Regions from separate parts of the Mus musculus genome. Here region 1 is linked to region 2. A link is a contact called in public HiChIP or PLAC-seq data. All regions are on one chromosome and are shown on one strand. Each heading gives the region's core, a stretch centred on a gene start, on an enhancer-like site or on the middle of the called end of the contact. The rest is flanking DNA. Distances are from core to core; before and after follow the strand shown.

What was found. HiChIP or PLAC-seq counts read pairs in DNA pulled down with a chosen protein or histone mark.
Region 1: an H3K4me3 HiChIP or PLAC-seq map of craniofacial prominence shows a contact between it and region 2, with 4 times the contacts expected there. The contact joins two enhancer-like sites. A contact is called at or near these places in 5 of 115 datasets of contacts at active chromatin or transcription factors (craniofacial prominence, embryonic forebrain, embryonic limb bud and 2 more).

The regions. Positions count from the first base shown.
Region 1 is chr7:74,328,881-74,331,731 of GRCm38.p6, reverse strand. All of the region lies in intron 4 of Slco3a1 (solute carrier organic anion transporter family, member 3a1), which reads left to right. Among named protein-coding and RNA genes, the nearest start is that of Slco3a1, 220 kb to the left of the region's middle. Within about 2 kb of position 1,526, at least 33 of the 459 cell types and tissues checked have an H3K27ac peak or open chromatin away from gene starts, as enhancers often do. A contact at or near this core is called in craniofacial prominence and embryonic limb bud, where this site is marked.
Region 2 is chr7:73,615,622-73,618,588 of GRCm38.p6, reverse strand. No RefSeq gene overlaps it. Among named protein-coding and RNA genes, the nearest start is that of Gm30149, 8.4 kb to the right of the region's middle. Within about 2 kb of position 1,323, at least 332 of the 459 cell types and tissues checked have an H3K27ac peak or open chromatin away from gene starts, as enhancers often do. A contact at or near this core is called in craniofacial prominence and embryonic limb bud, where this site is marked.

The DNA of each region.
Region 1 (2,851 bases), core at 277-2,776, 710 kb before region 2:
ATCATTCCGAAGGAGCCTAGTGACTAAGTCACAATTGTGTCTGCCACTACACATCAGCAGCCAGGACTTTGTTGTTCATATTCATCCATTCCAAGTAGGTCCTTTGACCTCATGGTGTGGTCCATACTGGTCTCTCTGCAGTGTGTGGATGTAACTCACCAGAACCTGATCTTGAGTACAGAGTAGCCTCACGCTTGGCACACACACAGTCTCAAATTTGCTATGGCTCATCAACAATGATTGATCATGATGGATTCTTCACACCCAAGAGACCTTTAACTGTGAAAAGCAGATCACCCTCTGTGTATTTTATGTTGTGTTCATTTTCCATATTTCTTAAGCTACATTTTCAAACACTGCAGAGTCAACAGTTCTGGGAGTATTTGTACAACACTTTAAAACAATATGGATTTAACAAAGGAAAGTTTCCTAACATTTAAACACAGATTTTAAAAGCAAACACTCCTAGGCATTTATTTGAAATGATACTTCTAAGAAGTCAGATTGCCATAAATGTTTAAAAGGCCTGTAAAGTATACAAACGGCGTGCCCATAAAGACCAGGAAACTCTAAGCACAGTGTACCAGGATGAAGTGCGAGGACCTGAGGCTGTTTGTGTACCATCTTTGTTCATAGCCTTTGTAAAGTTTTGACTTTAATTTTTTTGTGTGTGCTTTCAGTTAACCCTAAGGCTGCCTTCCTAGAGCCTCAGAAACACATGTTGAACAGCTGAAGCCGCCATCTCTGGTTATCATCTAAATCCCCTTGGACATCAGATCCATGGCTCAGCTCACAGTAATCCTGAGCTTCCAGTCCTTTGGTCCAGTCCGGTGCTGTAACTAAACCCTTCAATCCTCCTCTCTGGAGAATTTCACTTTGGAAACTTGATATCTTTCCCAGAGATGATAAATTTTAAGTTTTGTATATCTGCCAGTCCCCGGCCTATTGTTCTGTCATTTTGATGCATGGAGCTTGTCTGTTAGCGTTATTAAAAACTTATGTGTCTCCTATTATTATTTTATTCTAATTAGATGGGCCATTTGGAGGTTTCGTCTCCTAGGAGATGCAATTGTGCCTGTGTAATTAGCTCTCTTCTTTAGGACAGCTGGCTAATTCATCACCTTGGAGTGCAGGGTTAGGTTCTCAGCCCACCTGTTTATTTTATGTGGCCATAGGCACTTAGTGGGTTTTTCTAATACTTAATCTCTGTGTCTGATCTTTTCCATGTGCACAGAGAGAAACAAGTGCACCCTGTCACTATTCCTTATTTTTGTTAGTAATATGAGTATAGTTAAATCGGATCCTCTTTGTGAGACAGGATCTTATGTATCTCAGGCTGGCCCCCAAACACATTATATAGCTGAGGATAATCTTAAACTCCTGATTCTCCTGCTGCTCCTCCCAGGGCCTGGGATAACCAGTATGTGCCACACCTGTTTTGTGTAGACTTGGAGATCAAACCCAAAGCTCTGTGTATGCTAGGCCAGCCACTCTCCCCAATGAGCCAGATTCCCTTCCAGCCCCGAGTCTAGTCACAAGCACACCGCTTGGACAATGTTTTCAGTAACCTATATTTCGCCTCCATCTTTGCTCTTTATAGAAGATGATTTATGATTTACATAAGACTTGTCTTCAAATTACTTGAAATCAGTTTACTTGTCTTACGCCATGGCACTTGATGAATCAGCTATATTTGGTTAATTATTTTGTAAATACCACTGGCTTCCATCTGTGGAAGTTCTACATCCACAAACCTAACGAGCCGCTGATTGAAACGCAGTCCACAGAAAACTGCATCTGTACTGAAAAAGTACAAATCTCTCCCTTGTCATCATCTCCTTGCACAGTGTGCTCTAGCAACTACTTGGGTAACATGCACCTTGTAGTTGATGTAAGTAGCTTAGAGATGATCTAAGGTACATGGGTGTGAGTTATAGACAAGTAGTATACTGTTCTATATAATAGATGTGAGCATATATAGATTTTGGTGTCCAGCAGAGACATCAAAATAAAGGTGTAAGGACTAAGGGGTTGGTTCAGTGGGTAAAAGTGTTTGCCATGTAATTATAAGGACCTGAGTTTCAATCCCTAGAGCCTACATAAAAGCTGGATGAACAGGACATGTGTCTAACCTCATGGAGATGGGAGGCGGAGACAGAATTCCCAGCAGCTCTGCAGGCCAGCTAGCCTGCCGTGTGTGGTAGGAAAACAGTGAGGAGATGCCTGTCTCAAGGTCAAAGGCGAAGACTGACATCCAAGGCTGTCTCCTGACCTCCATACACATGCCTTGGCACACAAGCATCTATGCAACACACACACACACAATAATAATAATAATAATAATAATAATAATAATAACAATAACAATAATAATAAATCAAATAAAGGTGTCAATCCTGAAGAGACAGGGCTGTTCTAGAACCATCCAGGATATGTCACCACAGCACAACTGAGAAGAGCTGGTTGAAGACTATGTGACAAGGTTAAAGCACCAATATAAGAGGAAGTGTCTGTAGCCCAGGAAACCACACTGTAAGAAAAATAGAGCCCCATAAGCAAGATAAGAGTATGCAACCTCCACACACTACTATTGGGCCCATTCAAGATGTAACACGGTTCATAAGCTTCAGAATGTGTATGCCAAAAGCCAACTGTCCTGGATCCTTAAGTGCCTGTGGCTAGATGCCTGGGAGCCTCTTCCAGGCTAGGTTGAATAATGAAGAAAGGACACCTGGGGTGGGGGAGGGAACCTATGTGGTAAAAGTTTAAGAGAAGAGTATTACAGTAGACTAAGAAGATCTAACATGGATGCAGCTGAGAGAGGAACAGGCTGGGGATGAGGGGAGGAGAA
Region 2 (2,967 bases), core at 74-2,573:
TGCCTCGCGCCGCGCAGCAAATGGCGGAGGAGGCAAGGCGTGGCCCGCTGCGCCGCGTCCGGCCACCAGGGGGCAGCCGCGCGTCTGAGTCCCGCAACCGGCTGGAACCGGTCTGGCCGGAAGTTGGGCTGGGGCCTTCTCTTCCGCAGCCGCGCGCCACGTGGCCGGGATGGGGTGGGGTGGGGTGGGGATGGGGCGAGGAGGAGGAGGAGGAGGAATGCACGAAAACAACAAGATGGCGCCGCGGGGGATGGGCGCCTTGCCTGCGCCCTCGGAACCCGGAGCGTCCCGAAGGGCGGAGTGGAAGGGCCGGTCGGGGCCCAGCCTGCGGGGCGTAGCCGGCTTCCGCCAGCTTGGGAGGCCGCTTGGACAGGCCCAGGGTGCGGTCGCCAGCGCGCCCATCACGAGACCCCTGGCCGGGATCCAGGACTCCCTTTGGGCCTTCGCGGCGCCTTTCCTTAATTTGCTTTGTCCGCTTTGCATTTGTCCTCTGAGCGTTGTCGACCTCCTAGGGGAGCGATTAGATCAGGGCGAGGCCAACAGCGAGCAAGAGCAGGAAAAATGCTGACCGTGGACCCCGCCGGGGTCAGCAATGGTAGAGATGGAACCTGCTGGGAGGTGGACCACACCCCACCCCTATCCACCCCGGGGCGCTTCGGGACCTCCTCACTGTAGGGGCGGCCAGTGTGGCAGAATCCAAGCTTGTCTGTTTGGCTTTTGTGAAAAAAAGCAAAAAAAAAAAAAAAAAAAAGAAAAGAAAGAAAGGGAAATCTGGTTTTGTATGTATTAAAACGTAGGAAATTAGGCATAATTGTCTAGTATCCTGGAATTGCTGCGAAAGCCTGAAGCCTCCCCTTCCTGCCCAAATCCGTGTAACTCTACTTGCCCCACCCCGTAGACATTCCTGACCGGTGGAATTTATTTTAGATGGGCCTGAGGATCGCAGATGTGAGGTTTTGTTGGGTTTTATATCTTTTTAAATAAGTTAACACACGTTACTCTGAATGTGATGGTATATTTAGAATAAGACATTTGTCGCCTTGGGATTTGAAAGCCTTTTAGAATAGGTTTCAAATTCTTTCCCATATTTGCGATTTATGAGGCCTTTGGCCTATCTCAAAATAATAAGACCCCTCCCCTCTAAATAGCACCTGGCTCCCAAGGACCTTAGAAGTTTAATTAATAAATATTTTGGATAAAATGCGGAACTATTACGGTGTTAGTTGGGAGGGAGGGAGGAGAGTAGCTTAAGACAAATCTCCAAGCTCGTGATCAAAACAGCATCGATATTAAGTGGTAAACTACAAGTGAGACAGTGACATCAATGACTGGGGGGTGGGCGGAGCCCAAGCTTAAATGTGCATTTTTGACGAAGGGATTTGGGGACCTACTTCACCCCACTCCTTAGGTTTTGTGTTCTTGTGAATTGTATTGGCAGGCATTCCCGAAAGCACTTGAGCCCTCTGAGGAACCAAAACACTGCGTAACGACTCCCAGTCACCATTAGTGCCAGGGGCCGCAGAGTTAAGGAATGGAATTCCGAAACACAAAGGGCTCTAATCTTTCCTCTCCTAGGCCTAAGGAAAGAATACAGCTTTGTCTGTAGCAGTTCCTCGACCAGCAGCATAATGGCCGACTTCCTATATTTTTCCGGGTTTCCTTGCTTTCTCCTTCATAGGAATGGTTCAGACTCAGTCGCCTGCAACTCTTTTTACAGTTGTCACACATGAACGTTCCTAGGGTTTTAAAATGTTGTCTCCAGAATTTCATTAGCGCAGACTTCCTGATATAAAACGTATCTCTGACTTTTTAATGAAGTATTATAACAAACTTAAAAGGAATTTAAGAAAATGTGAAGATGCCATCTTCCAAGAAATAGCTCAAATACTTTTAGCCCTCCGCATAGATTAGTTTTCTGTGGAAGATGAACACTGCATGTGGAATCTGCTACCTCCTTTTACTACCTTTATTTTAAAATGCTTTTTTTCAGGAGCTAGGAGATGTGGCTAAATGTGACCTTAGGATCCTGAGGCCCCCACATCACCCGTCTCTCAGAAAGTTTTATTTCAAATGCTGAATAAAAACAAAACAAAACACATGAAAACTATAATGAAAAATATCACCCAGAATCCCATTCGCAAGAATTACCACTGTAAGACAAATTGTGTCGTTGATTACATGATGCACATATAGCTTTGTTGTCGACATTTTGCACTACAGTACAAATGTACAATTTTCTTGTTAGTAAGACTCTTCAAGATTTATGGTCGGGATTGGTGGCATGCACACACAATCCCAACCGACACTTGGGAGGCGAGAGCAGGAGAAATGCAGGAGTTGGAGGTTAGTCTGGGCTTCATTATAGAATCCGTCTTTAAAGGGGTGAGGGATCCGCTGGTAAAGTCCTTGCTGGCTGCAAGCCGGTTTACCTGCGTTCCATCTCAAAGAACACGTGGGTGGGAGAAAAGTTTATACTTGCCTGCGGTATAATCTCTGACCTCCACGCTCTTGCTGACCCCTCCTGCTCACTTAGTCACATAACAATTAAAGAAAAATGTTTGTTTTATTCTTAAACATTTTAGAATCTACATAGTGTTAAAACAGATAAATATAATTAACTATTAGCCATTCTTTCATGAATGGATGCTGACTTTAATTTTTGTGTGTGTGTGGCAGTATTCTACACTGAGCTACATCCATCCCCTGCCCAGTTTGCTGACTCTGACGCACTTCTCAAATAGATGTGGATACTTCGGTCAAAAAAAGTGTTTTGTTGATGGTTTCGTGGGTTTGTTTTGTTTATTTTGAGGAAAAAAAAAAAAAGTCTCATTGGGAAGCCCCGGTTGGCCTCTATAGATTTTCCTATATAGGCCAGGCTGTTCTTGAACTGACAGTAACCTGCCTGCCTCTGCCTCCCTAGTGCTAGGATTGCAGGCTTAACCCACCACACTAGACACAAAGAAACTT